Linked DNA regions of Gossypium hirsutum: region 1 is linked to region 2. The links are chromatin contacts, called in public Hi-C maps. All regions are on one chromosome and are shown on one strand. Each heading gives the region's core, a stretch centred on a gene start, on an enhancer-like site or on the middle of the called end of the contact. The rest is flanking DNA. Distances are from core to core; before and after follow the strand shown. Region 1 has its middle 6.5 kb from the start of LOC121223069. Region 2 has its middle 46 kb from the start of LOC107911134.

Evidence for each region. Hi-C and Micro-C count contacts between places; a contact is called where the count stands out from the background.
Region 1: a Hi-C map of hypocotyl shows a contact between it and region 2, with 4 times the contacts expected there. The contact joins two enhancer-like sites. A contact is called at or near these places in 2 of 34 Hi-C or Micro-C datasets (anther and hypocotyl).

What each region holds. Positions count from the first base shown.
Region 1 is chrD11:30,507,396-30,514,744 of Gossypium_hirsutum_v2.1, forward strand. No RefSeq gene overlaps it. Among protein-coding and RNA genes, the nearest start is that of LOC121223069, 6.5 kb to the right of the region's middle. Within about 2 kb of position 4,281, at least 4 of the 9 cell types and tissues checked have an H3K27ac peak or open chromatin away from gene starts, as enhancers often do.
Region 2 is chrD11:30,351,249-30,358,723 of Gossypium_hirsutum_v2.1, forward strand. No RefSeq gene overlaps it. Among protein-coding and RNA genes, the nearest start is that of LOC107911134, 46 kb to the right of the region's middle. Within about 2 kb of position 2,178, at least 4 of the 9 cell types and tissues checked have an H3K27ac peak or open chromatin away from gene starts, as enhancers often do.

The sequences.
Region 1 (7,349 bases), core at 3,031-5,530, 160 kb after region 2:
ATGGTAATGGTAAAGCAACCAATGACATTTCAGAATCGCCATCATCTTGCTCTGCAACACATGCATCTGGTGTGCTCTTGTCTTTCTTTTTCAACTTTGGACAGTCTTTCTTTCAATGGTATTTCTCACGAGAAAAGGTACATTCGGCCTTTAACTTTGATCGCTTTCTCTTTTTTAGCTTTTGGATTTTTGAACAACCCCATGCAACTAATGCATCTACTTCATTTTTCTTGCTTCCTTTCTTAGTTTTCTTCCTAAGCTCATAGCTATACAAGGCACAAGTTACTTCATTAAAAGCTACCTTATCATTTCCATGAAGTAAGGTTGTTTCAAGATATTCAAATTCTTCAGGAAAAGAGAATGGCAACATTAAAGTCAATCTTCGTCTTTGAATGTTTCATCTAAGCTCAGTAAGTCTATTACTAACTGATTAAAAGTCGTGGTATGTTCATTCAAAGTGGTGTGTGGTTGATAATCAAACCTAAACAATCTTTTCTTTATGTAGAGACGATTCTAACTACTTTTCTTTTAGAATTTCTACTCCAATGCTTTCCACAACGTATGTGCAGAAGTTTCATTCTTAAAGTTATACTTCTGCTCTCTGGAAAGACATGACTGAACTATACCACATGTTAAGCAATTGATAGTATTCCATTCTTTCTTCTCCATATGTTCGAGTTTTTCTTCTTAGATAAAGATGTCTAGACCTTGTTGAAACAAAGTGTCTAACACCTCGCCTTGCCACATGTTAAAATGACCAATTTCATCAAACAACTCCATTAAAAACTTTGCATTTGGCATTACTTTCCTCATGGGTGATGAGTTTGATGACAGCCTTAACTCCATTTCAACACCAGCTAACAATATTCAATAGTAAGCACATGCTACTAGGATAGTGAGCGTAGTTCAGGAACAGTGCACCAGGTAAGTTCCCAGGAAAGAAAGGTGGGTCATAAAGACACTCTTAAATACCAAGTCTTTCCTAGCCAGAACTTTTCCAAGACATACACTTTCACGCAACTACACTTATTTCCAGTAACTGAGGAATCATGAACAATCTCCAATTGTGAATTTTTTCTGATGTGGAAGATCAGACAATGTTGCAACCACAGAGTATAATAAAAAAATTAACACTTTTTCACATAGACTTTGATACCAATTGTTGGGGACACTGGGTAATATCCCACACGAATGTAACTTCAATTTTAAAAACCAAAATAAATTGGGAACTCCAAAAGAAAATTGAAATTATCCAAGCACAGTGTATTAACTCGACAAATTATTATTGAATATCAAATGCAATAAAAAAACTAATAAGTTCAAATAAATAATAAAGGAGAGAACACACCAAATATATGAGGTTTGGCAAATTACCTACGTTCTCAGGCACCAACACCAAATGGTAACTTCACTAATACCACAAAAGTCTACCAACTAATGGAACCCTTAATTAAAAGGAATATTTTCCAAAATATACCTAAAGTATGTAGAAGAAGTGGGAGAACACAAAATGTTGAGATTATTACAATCGAAGGCACTGACACATTTATATGTGAACAAGCCAATTACTAACACAATCTCTTCTCCAATAATAAACATGAGATGGATTGCACAAAATCTTATAAAAAAATGCAAGTAAATTTTTAAAATATTTTAGTTAAAGATATCAACAAATAAAACAAATTATGTGCTTGGCCCAATAGTAGACAAAATTAACTCGATAATCTAATCATCATTAGTTTAATTGAAGCTAATTATCAGATAATTAATGCAAAGTCTAATCTTCATTAGTTTAAGCTTCTTTGTTTTTCAATTGCTAACCCAAAATGGAATAAAGACGATCTGAAAGTAGAAAAATGGTATTCGTCCACATGAAACACTATTAACTACAAATAAGAAAATAAAGTAGAGAAATACCAGAAAAAAGAAAGATCCAAAATTTGAAGAGTTGTATTTATGCACTTTGAGTTATTGAAAAGGACTGCTTCGAAACCAACACCCAGAGTTTCAATTATTCTTATTTATTTATTTATTTATTTATTTATTTATTTATTTATTTATTTATTACAAGAGCCTAAAGAAAATAATGAACAAAAATAAATAAATAAAAGGAAAGACCTAATACCATGATTCAATGGTTCCAACAGCTTTGCTCTCTTTTAAGAAAAAAGGGCCAAATAATACTTTCTTTTCTTTCTTTCCTTTAAAAATGCCAAATAATACTTTACATATTTCTGAAAAAATAAATATTATTGTGATCTAACAAATGACACGACAATTCAAAAGCTTGACACCATGCACCTAATTCTGTACATGAAAATCTATCGTTCTGTAACATTCCAAGGATCATGCGGTTGGTGTATTTCATTTATCAATAATATTTATATAAAGTTGGACACATCGAAAATTATATATATATATGCAAATGTCTTTATTTATTTTATAATTTAAGTCTATTTTATTTGATCTGAGATAATGTTGAGATAAATTCAACAATGATAAATTTAGAATTCAAACTTTATTCAAATGGTTAAAGAAAAAATTCACCATCACTCATTTTAACCATTTATTAATATTTTTTAATCATATTTTAATACCGTGTTATATATATAATTTATTTTTTGACCATATTATTATTTGGTATTCAAATTTCAAAATTATGACAGATATTACATTTTTATCCGTATGACCTAAATTTTGGTGGCCAACTGCTTGTCCTTTCGTGTAAGAGAGATAAGAAAGAATAAATTATAATATATATAAAAATAAGAGTTTAAATTTTTTTAAAATAAATGAAAATATTATTTATTTGTTATTATATTATTAAATTCATATTTAAAATAATTATAATATTTTATTTAAAATTATTAGTTAAAAATAAAATATAATAAAAGTTGTCATAATTATACATTTAAAAATGATTAAAATTTAATAGATTTTGTGATAATTATATAATTAAAATAATTAAAATTAAAATTAAAATTATTAATTAAAAAAAGTTGTGCTAATTTTAAAATAGAGTTTTTACTATAATAAAATTCTAAGCATTAAAGGTAGGAAAAAAAAGGTTGTGGTAATTATAATTTATGATTATTAGTTAAAAAAATTTGACATAAATAAAAATGGTGCTATTTTTATTTGTGTAAAATAGAATTATTATTTAAATGAAATTTTAAGCACATTAATTATCAGTTAATTAATATTAGAGTTAGTTATTATTTTTATTAATATTACTTTATAATTACATAAAATAAAATTAAAGTGAATGTTGAATATGTTTAAAATGATTTAATTATTATAATATGGATAAGTTAATATAGTTTAATTATATTATTGATGTCGTGTGTTTGATAGTTGTAAAGTCTACTAAGCGTTAAATGTAATTTAATTATTTTTGGTATTATTTGACCCACATCAATAAAAACTGAGATTATTGCATGTACCTCCAACCAAAGGGAACACAAAAATTTTAAGGGTATCTAGTTGGGTGCTTCTTGATCAATCATTGGAGTTACGTACTTTTTGAGATTGTGGTTGAATTTTGAGATGGGCAGGACCCCCAGGATTTGCAGATATACAAGATTCAATCTGCAACATTTTATTTATTATTCTTCCAAACATCAACCATAGATTTTTATTTAATTTGTTGTTACTAAATTATTTAATATCAATATGATTATATCTTCAAATGATATAAAACTATACATTTACATTTACCTTTTAAACTGAGTTGAAATGTTATTCGTATGTTGTCGATTGAGTTTTAGTTTAATTAGCATGAGTATTGTTATCAATATAGGAGGATATGGGTTCAAGTGTGCTGAAGCGCATTATATCCTCCTATTTATAGGTTGGAAAAGAATTATATATAGTTTTAGGTATTGTATAAAAAAACAGATATGATCAAAACTTATAATGAGATTATTCAAAAAGAAATACATTATTTACATGTCTTATTTTTTTAATATTTATTTTCAAATGAGATATGAAGTTTAAAGATTTCACTCGTATTTTATCATATTATTTATGTACACTAAATCATGATACACTTGTGATGTGGATAAAAAATAAATTAATAATATATTAATAAAAATTTTATTTTATAAATGATTAAGTTTAAATTTAAAAAATTAAAATATTTTATTTAAATATGAAAAATATACACTCGTTATATTATAAAAGTAAATGATTTTTAGAATTTAGTTAAAAACTTAATATACATCTATCCCTTCATCATTTCAGCAGTTTCACTATTGGTATAGGATGAGGACATGATTGATTTGATTAAATGTCACAAATTGATGACAGTAAAAAGAAGGGTGACTTTTAATGATGACTACACAAGAATATTCCCAAGCAATTATTTTGTTTTAAAAAAATAATAATAAACAGAAAACAGTCAATGATTACTACAGAATTCACCAGCCGGTAGCTTGATTTCCTCTTCCACTAATTGATTTTAATATTTAAAATTAACCTCACTAAACAACCCCAACTTTCTTTTCTAAAAAATATTAATTAGCGAACCCCCCAAGGATACAGCAATGTTCAGTGAATAAGATTGATCAAAATTTTCAATCCTTGCTTTTAAAAATCTCAGAAAATGAAATGCAAATACAATGAAGAAGAACAAACATGAAATTAATGAAGAAATAGGAGATTGAAATTTCAGATAAAGAGCAACAGGAAACAACCAAAGTGGAAACCCACGGAAAAGAACGGGTGGTGGGATCACAATTCTAGTGATAAAATAAAACAAAACACATTATGACTTCCTTCTGTCGGTGTAGATTAGGAATAGGTGGGGCACCCATTTTTCTTATTTATCCTTATCCCACTCTTATATTTGTGTACAAAAGTCTTAATCTCATGGATGTTTCCTGCCTCTCACCTCATTTTTCACTAATTATTTTTACTTTAATATTGTAAATTTATACTAAATCATAATGGTTCTTTCAGTAAGTATAATATGGATTTAGAAATACATGTATCAAATCTTAGATTTCATGTCAAATAACGTAAATTTATCACTAAGTTAATGACATAAATAGCTTTAGATAAATAATTTTAAAACGAAATTCAAATATTAAAAAGTTAGAGCTCAATTTCAACTCAACGTGAGACAAACCTTAAATTTTTTAAGTTTGCTCAATCGAGCTTATTTTGGTAGTAAATCCCATGTAAAATTTATGCCATCTCATTATAATTGAATTTTTTTTTCAATACTAACTAGAAATAATAAAAAATTATATTAAAATAATTAAATTCACAAATTATTCAAGACTGAGTATTAAAATATTCAAATAACTCGATTTGATAATTTAAATATTATTTTAGCACAAAATTCGCTGGCGGTAGACGTATGTAGGGTTCTTTAAAGAAAAAACTAGAAATGTTAAGAGACAAATTTTGTGAAAAGGGAGAAAAAGTTTACAAATCTTTAGATAGTGACAAAATTGTAAGCCATCCAACTTTATATGGCTGAAAAGAAGGCATATTTGAATTTTATAATCTGCAGATTCAGGATACCAAGCAACTGATCTTTTGTGGTGTTTGTGATGATTAAACTTGCACTAATTTGGGAAAATTTTCAGGGCAACAACAAAGTCTACTTGCACTACCAATGGGGAGGCTAAAGAAAGACAAATTAACAGTATTGCCAATTGAAAAGGTCAACAATTCCAAATCGCAAACTCAAAAGGCAATGGGTCACTTCAATCATAATTATTCCTTACAATTTATTTATACAAGGGGAAGCTCAAAGCGAATCAGGAATTTATATTTTGTGATTTTCCATCGGATGTTTGTAAATATTTGTAAATTAAATAGGAGTATTTAATAGTGGTTAAATGGAATTATAGGTTCCAATATGGAAAGTAGTCAATATAGATTTAATTCATTCACTGAAATATAAAACATCCTACTTAAGTTTTAGTCAATTTTCAATACCTGGTAGGGATGAGTATTTGATCAAATCGAATCAAATGAAATAATTTCAAGTTAATTGAAAGAACTTGATAAAAGAGAGAAAATGATCTAACCAAACAGAGAATGAATTCTTTCTTTTTATTCAAAAATGCCTAAGCTTCCAATACATAAGGCACAGTATATATAAGGCTAGAGTCACAGCTCTAAACAATGTAACTGCATTTTTACCAGATTCAAAACTAACTTAACAACTTTCTATACTCTAATATTCATCCATCTTCTCCCTAGTCACAACCCGTAGGCAACTCCGAAAATGAGCAAAATTCGACAACGAAAGTGGCTTTGTGAGAACATCAGCGACTTGATCACACGCGGGAACTTCCCCAACTGCTACTGAACCATTAGCAACCTTTTCACGAACGAAAAATAAATCTAACTCGACGTGCTTAAACTTTGACTGTAGAATAGAATTAGCAGCAACCGCAACTGCACCAGAAATGTCACACCAAATATTGGGTATATCGGGACATTGAACATGTAATTCTTGAAGTAATGATAATAGCCACGTAACCTCACTAGTGACTGCGGCAAGGCTCCTGTATTCTGCCTCAATAGTAGACCGAGCAACGACTTTCTGTTTCTTAGAACACCAAGACACAGGAGTATGTCTGAAATAAACACAGTACGTAGTAGTGGATCTTCGGTCATCAAAATCTAACCCCCAGTTTGCATCAGCATACCCAACTAAGGACAAACTAGCATACGGACGAAACACAACCCCAAGTTCAAGCGTGCCACCTAGATACCGCAAAATGCGCTTTAAGGCAGTCATATGGACAGAAGTGGGACAATGCATAAATTGACATATCCGATTTACAGCATATGCAATATCAGGCCTCGTAAGAGTAACATACTGTAGTGCTCCGGCTAGGCTCCTGTATTCAGTCGGGTCCTTTAAACGTTCACCCTCATCTCTAGTCATGACATAAGAACTTATCATCAGTGTATGAACACTTTTCGTATTTTCCATCGAGCACCGAATAAGAATTTCTCGTATATACTTCTTCTGATAGAGATGAAGACACCCTGAAGAAGAACGAGTAACTTCTATCCCAAGAAAGTAATGAAGTTCGCCCATATCCTTAAGTGAGAACTCGTTGTTCAACAACTGAACAAACCAGTCTATAACACTAGGCACATCACCAGTAACAATAATATCATCAACGTACACAAGAACGTATAGCGTTGAATCTGACTTGACCCTAACAAACAAAGAAGCATCAGACTTCGACATCACAAATCCCACAGACATTAGAAATCCTTTAAGCTTCTCAAATCAGGCATGAGGAGCCTGACAAAAACCATATATCGCTTTCTTCAGACGACACACCAGAGGCCTGCCATGTGAATCATGCTGAAAA
Region 2 (7,475 bases), core at 928-3,427:
ACATAACACGATAACCACAAATTTAATTAAAACAGTATGAAACCAAATTAACTTAACCGAGCTCCGTTGCACTGATCCGCTTAAGTTTGAGGATTACCTGAAAGTAACAGACAAACAGGAAATGAGTTTTCGAAACTCAAAGTGTAACTTAAAACAAAACAGAATCTCAGTTTTAATTTCAGACATATCTCATATCAAAGTAGATATATGACACATATCGTAGACATATATCATCCACTGCACATTATCTCCAACCATCCCTACACACCATATAAGGTATTAAATACCCATCCAACCCTACACACCACTTAGTGTCAGTATCACACTTTTCAGATTATATTTGCAGCTTAGCTACCAAGTCCATAAGTGAATTATTGCCATGTACAGAAATAGATGTGGCAGTCCCACCAGTTACCACACTTCCTCCAAAACATATATCCCTCCCTAATAAACATACAGATTTACAGATGTTCAAATAATGCATAACATATATACTCACATAGCTTATGCATATCATATGTGTATATTTATATATATACCTAATTACACATACATGTCAAATGTGCACATATCAATCATGCTTATATTAGTTTTATGCTAACAAATAATCAGAGAAATCATGTTTTATAGCTTGTTTAACATCATAAGAACCTATGAAAGGCCTACGTTCGATCTAAATGTTGTTTATGGCCCGGCCCGGGCCAAAAAAGTCTTACCTGAGGCCCGGCCTGTTTTCTAAATGGGCCTCTTTTTTTGCCCAAACCCATATTTCAGGCCTATATTTTTATCCGAACCCTTTTATTTTTCGGGCGGACTGTCGGACCGGGCTGGGTAGCCTAACTCATGATCACCTCTAATAACAATAAAGAAAAGAAAGAATTGAAGTGTTAAAAACAAGGGAAAAAAGCTAGAGGAGGTTTTAATGAAATTAAATGAATGTTCTCCCATTAGGTGTTTCTAATTTTTTGGATTCCATCCCAAATAGATGTGAGAGAATTTGTTTGCTTGATTTGTTTAGTTTTTGTAGAATTAGAATTAAATTGAATTAATTTATAAATATTAAGGGTTAATTTATTTAATTATGATTAAGTTAGAAAATTTTGTAAATACTGAAAATTAAATTTATTATTATGTCGATTGTAAAACTGTCACATTATCTTCTTATCATAAATTTAATCATAGTTAACGAAATTAGACCAAAAAGGATATTCGATTAATTGGATAATCATTTTATGAATTTTTATAATTAGATGATAAAAATGAAAATTTAAATATAATTGTATGACTTACATTTTATCTAACTAGAAACTTTATCACCTGAAAACGTATGTGAGAACCACGTATTTAGAGCACAAATTTGTGTTTAAAAGTAACATACAATAAATAATTAATAGTATGGTTTGAAGTTAATTGACAATAACACATGAAATATGTACGATATTAAAATAAAAATTAGATTAAATTGCAAGTAAAGCAAATTTTAAACTCATGAATATATCATATTAAGAATATTAAATGAAAATAATTATTTATCACAGTGTTTTCATGATGTTGTTATCAATCTTAAGTTGATATCAAGTTCATTTGTGACATTATCTTAATAAAAAATTAAAATTAAAATGTATAAAAAATTTAGAATAAAGCTTAGGTTGGGTGGTAAATTTAAGGTTTTGTATGTTGGCGTGGATTCAAATATCACCATAAGCATATTTTTTAAATAAAAAAGATTAAAACACACTTGAATAATATAACTTCATTTAAATACGAGAGGATATTTTTGTAATTTTTCTAACCGAGTTAGTTCTCGATCGACTCGTAACACTAACTCACTAAGAAATAATAAATTGTGCATAGTAAAAAAAACATATAAAACACGTCAAATTAAAATTTTGATTGAGTAATAAATTTAAATTATTACCAATTCAATTGGTATAGTTTGAAATCTCGTTACATAAAATAAAATTAAAGCAACTTTAAATAATATAATTCATTTTAATTTTAAAAATTAATTTTCTAATTTTCTAATTAAATTGATTTGTAATAGGAATTCAATTAAAAACTTAAATATATAGGAATTTAAATTAAGAAATAGGACTTAGGATACTATGGCAGAGGTCCAGTCGTTGGACATCGCAGGCATGGATGGTACGTAGCCGATGATAAAACATTGAGAGACTATTGATTTGACAGCTGACAGTCAGTTAATTATTTAATAACCGCAGTACTCACGTGCTTCAGCTGCAACCAAACCCTAGGTAAAAAAAAATTCAATTCTTTTTTCACCTCGAAAATTGGAGGTCCAGAAAAAAGTCAATAGAAAAAAGAAATAATGAGAGTTGATTTTCTGTAATATGAAAATTACGTAGAAAGAAAGAAAGAAAAGATGAAGAGATGTTAATTTACCGGCAACCGGTAGAGATAAAATCCATTGTTTTTTAAAAAAAACAGTATTTATTTGTTAGTTAGTCAATCAATATCTTAGATTCAAAGTTGGATGGCGTCCCATGTGACACGTGAATCTTGAGAAGAATACAAGGTTTTGTATTTGCAATCAATGGAAAATAATTTGTGAAAACCGAGGTATCCTGTATCTTATCCCTTTCAACTCCCCACGTATCCACCATCTTCTTCTTTTATTATTTTAATCTTGCCTTTCGCTCTATGCCTTAATGCCTATTTTAGCGCTTCTACTATCTACCTCAAGAATTTAATCTTTATTCTGTGAAGCTCTTTGATATTTTTTCCTTTTTTTCAAAAAAGAAAACATCATATCACAAAAAAAAGTTTTAAAAAATCTAAAAATTAGGAATTTTTTTGACTTTTTTTTAAAATTTATGAATTAAGCCTAGAAATTCCTTTTCTTTTTTACTTTTATGATATTTTTTTAGAAATTTAAGGATTTTACAAATTGAAAAAAAATGATTACATTCTGTTGGCTTATGTAATGTTTCTTAACGGTGGGCACCAAAATGTTGATTTCTTATGGAGATTTTTTCAGCTCTTTCAACTTAGCTACCAAATAACGAGTAATATATTTATACACGTTATTTTATACCATTTAAATGTTTCTAAATTTATAAATATATTACTTGTTATTTTTTAAAATAAAAGAAACAATAATTTAGTAATATTTATTTCAATTATTATAAAAGGTGAAAATTATTAAAGTAAGTTCTAATTTTATCAAAAAAATTCTAATTTAATTGTGCATATTAAATTTAAATTAATTTTTAAATTTAATAATAATGTGAGTGATGCAATAATAATTAAAAAACATGAAAAGTAGTTCAATATTATTTCAAAATATAAAATATGTAATTAAACTTGAGAAATAAAAAAGATGGGAAAACAAAGAGGGGTTAATGTTACCATATGCCTATCCCTTTTGTTGGGTGACTTTGGCCATTTGTTGGCCGGCACCACACACCCCAAAAAATAAATTTTTTTAATTAGATAAAGGGTGTCGGCCATCAGTGTGCCAGCACTCAAAATTTTTTTTTGAAAAAAAATACTTGGGTGCCGACTATTTGGTGTCTAAAACCCTAAAAATTATTTTTTAATAGAAAAATAGTGGTATCGACCACCTAGTTCTCATAACCTAATTTTACTATTCATTTTAGGTAATTTGGGTGAATATTTTTGAACCAGAATCATTTTTGTAAATATTAAATTTTTTTGGGTTAAATGGGTAAAATAGCTTATAATATAAGAGCTAAAATAGGTATTAAGTATTTTATTTAGTTGTTTTGCCTTATATTCTATTACAATTTCTTTCTTAATATTGAACATTTTATTATTAATATCTATATTTATATTAAATTTTTAATTGAGTTGTATTACGAGTCAATCAAGTACTAACTAATTAAAAATTATTAAATACTTTACTTTTATAAAGTAACAACTATTAAATAAAATATATTTGGGTCTTTTTCATATTTTAAAAAATAACAACACTATAATAAAATTTTACTCTAAAAACATAAATTTTAAATTTAAACATTTCAATTAAAACCTAAATTTTAATATATCTTTTTTATAAATATATATTTTACAAAGTTTTTCACCCTTAAAACAATATTGAAAAGCCAAGATATATTGTTTTTCAAATTCAATAATTTGTTTTTTAAAAAAGTATATACAAATTGTTCCATAAATTTTAGGTGACAAAATACAGGCTAAATTTTATAAATATGCTGAAAAAAATAATTGACAAACTAGGCTAAAACTCTAAAAATTTACTAATCTACGCTGCTTTTGGAGAGAGAAAGGAGAACGCATCTTATAGGGCGTGTTTTCACTACTATATTTATAGATTAAAAACCATAGTGCCATAATAGGACTGGCGTTTCAACAATATAGATGGAACACTACCTTAACATCAATAGTACTCTCCAAATAGAAGAGGAAAATCGAAAGTAGTCCCAATAACAACCAGTGCCATAATACAATTTCTATAATCAGAGATCCATATCACCGAGCCCCCATGATCGAGTCAGGATTTATAACAGTAATAAATGTAATTACCTCCATCCAATGAATATCTTTTACAGATAAACCGTGTTTAATAGATAAGATTAGACCATAAGAATGATAAGAAAACCGAGATAATGAAATCCAAAATGTGAGGCTATATTGAATTTTTGAGAATAAAAACCACATTAAATGATAAAGAGATCGATGATATCTCAGAGAAAATGCAGAAGAGTAATATTGCACATATGCACTAGAAACAACTATGATAGAGACAATATAAATTGCATATTTGCAATTCAGAGCTTTAACCAGTAGAAGTAGAAAATAGTATCATATGAATCTTATCATCAAGTCTTTTCTCAAACATAATTGATTAGAAAACCAAAAAAAATAGAGCAATACCACTCATGAATCAACCAGACTTACAATAATTTCGTCTATTGTTATAATTAGTCAGCCTTTCTATATGATAATTATCGTATCTGAACATAAACAATTACATATGTCTCTGAGAATAACAGAACATATAGAATACCGAGAGGAAATCGCTATAAAATACTCAACTATAACAGTTGTTTTCAGATATCTTTGTAATTTCAACATTATCCCACTGACTACTACAGTCATCAATGATCCCATATTATTCCAATCACTAAATAAATCAATTCAGAAGAAATTCCGGTTAACCCGTTCTTTAAATACCATACCATACCTAAATAAAGCGATTACTCGTGAATAACTTCTTCCTTAATAACAACATTGTATATCCCGAATAATCTTGAGAATAATTTGATATCTCTTCTAAAACCATCTTTACTTGCTAACCAATTCTCAGTTCTGACCATATTATTAATCATGTAACCACTGAACTCTTCGGTTTCACACTTGTGAACTTAATCAATATAAATATTGTGAATTTCATTGTATGAGACTGTACTGGTGAGGGGGTGGAGGTTGTAAAGCCTCAAAATTTGGCTTTCATATACACACGTATAACATGACATTTATCATCAACATGTTCATTACAAACATATTTATTCATACCTTTATGAGTCTTTACTCATCATAAGCAACCTTTTTAATCAGATACTTGAGTATCGCTTTCAACATTATCAGAATTAGCTTGGTTGGAAAGCATCTCTGTCTATTAATAAAACAATTCTCATCAGAGTCGGGAGATATCACACTATTACAGGTTATATAATAGTATGTATTTCTAGACTTTATATATGCTACGTTTAGCTTGAGAACCGACTAAATCATAGCTCTGATACCAATAAATATAACTCCCCTAACCCATATCCATCGCCAGAACAAGGTTACGAAGCATTACTGAAATATACAGATCAAGTAAACATATATTTCATTTTATACAGTATTCATGTTAGAAATCAAACATAAAGTCCCTTATATGAACCCTCAAGGTCCAAAACATGCATTAGAAATAAGTCGGGACTAAATCGGGTACTTAGAGAATTTTTCGCAAAATTTCAAAATTTTTCCTAGGTGTAGGAGTCACACGCTCGTGTAGTTAGGCCGTGTGGTTCACACGGTCAAGGGACACGCTCGTGTCTCAAGCCGTGTAACTCTCTAACTTAGGTTATCTCTAACTTAGGTTATATGGCCAATACACACGCCCGTGTGCTAGGCCGTGTGTAAAGACCTCAGTATTATGTTTTGAAAATTTAAAGATGTAGGGGACACACGCCCAGGTCACACACCCATGTGCTAGGTCGTGTGTCACACACGGTTGAGACACACGCCCGTGTCTCTGCCTGTGTGGATGAAAATAGGCTATTTTCCAAGCCATATTTCTCACCGCATTTTGTCATCCTCCTACACCAACACTTTAACACATTCACAAGCTATTATAGGCAATTTAACCCAACTGAAAATCAAGTCCTATACATGATATATACCTCATATAATATAGTATACACACTTACTTAAATTACCAAGTTAACATATATGCATATCTTATCAAATATGCTAACTTAATTCAATCATCAATATGCCAATATAAATTCTATCAATCAACCATTTCAAACACATACCAAACATATCCATCACAAGTCATTCCAATGGCTAGTTACAATTAAAGCATTTATATGCCGATATTGGCCAATTAACCTATACATATTATTATAACCATAATTGATTTACCATATATATATACCAAAATGGGCAGATGGATAGTGTGAGTGATCTCCGCCAAGCTTTCAATCCAACGAGCCGCTGAATTACAATAGAACAGGGAAAATAAAACAGAGTAAGCATGAAATGCTTAGTAATTTCGTATAACATGGTAATGAACTTACCACTCATTTAAATTCAAAATAAACATATAACACACATTCAATCAACTTGATCACAAGCCCTAACACATATCTTCATCAGCCTTGTTAGTCATATATTTTATATAAATATCAAGAAACATGTAGGGGTTCAACAATAATTAGATTTCCATGTACATATATTTTCCACATCATGAATTCATATAACATATACAAATCATATCAATGTATTTCAAGTACATTTTCATAATAATTCGTCTCAAGTTTAAATTATTTCATATCAAAATTTTGCCCATTAAATCAATTGAAATATCGATGGAAACACGAGAAGTACACTCGAGGTGTACAACTCTATAATCATAGATGAACATATTCATCAAACAAATTCCATGATAATATATCATCATCTCATACTTCCATATATCATGTATCATCATTTTCATGTATTTCAGGCATATACGTGTAATAATTCATTTCATGCTCATATTTTCCCATGTCAGGATTTTGCCTGTTGAATTTATTTGAAATATCGATGGATACACATGTAGTACACTCGAGGTGTACAATTATAATATGTTAATTCATATTCAAGAGTGCTCATTAGAGCACATAATCGGAAGGCACTCTTTCGAGCTATATAACGGAAAGCTCATATGAGCCATGTAACTGGAAGCATATCTGGGCTGTATAACGGGAAGTTCATAAAAG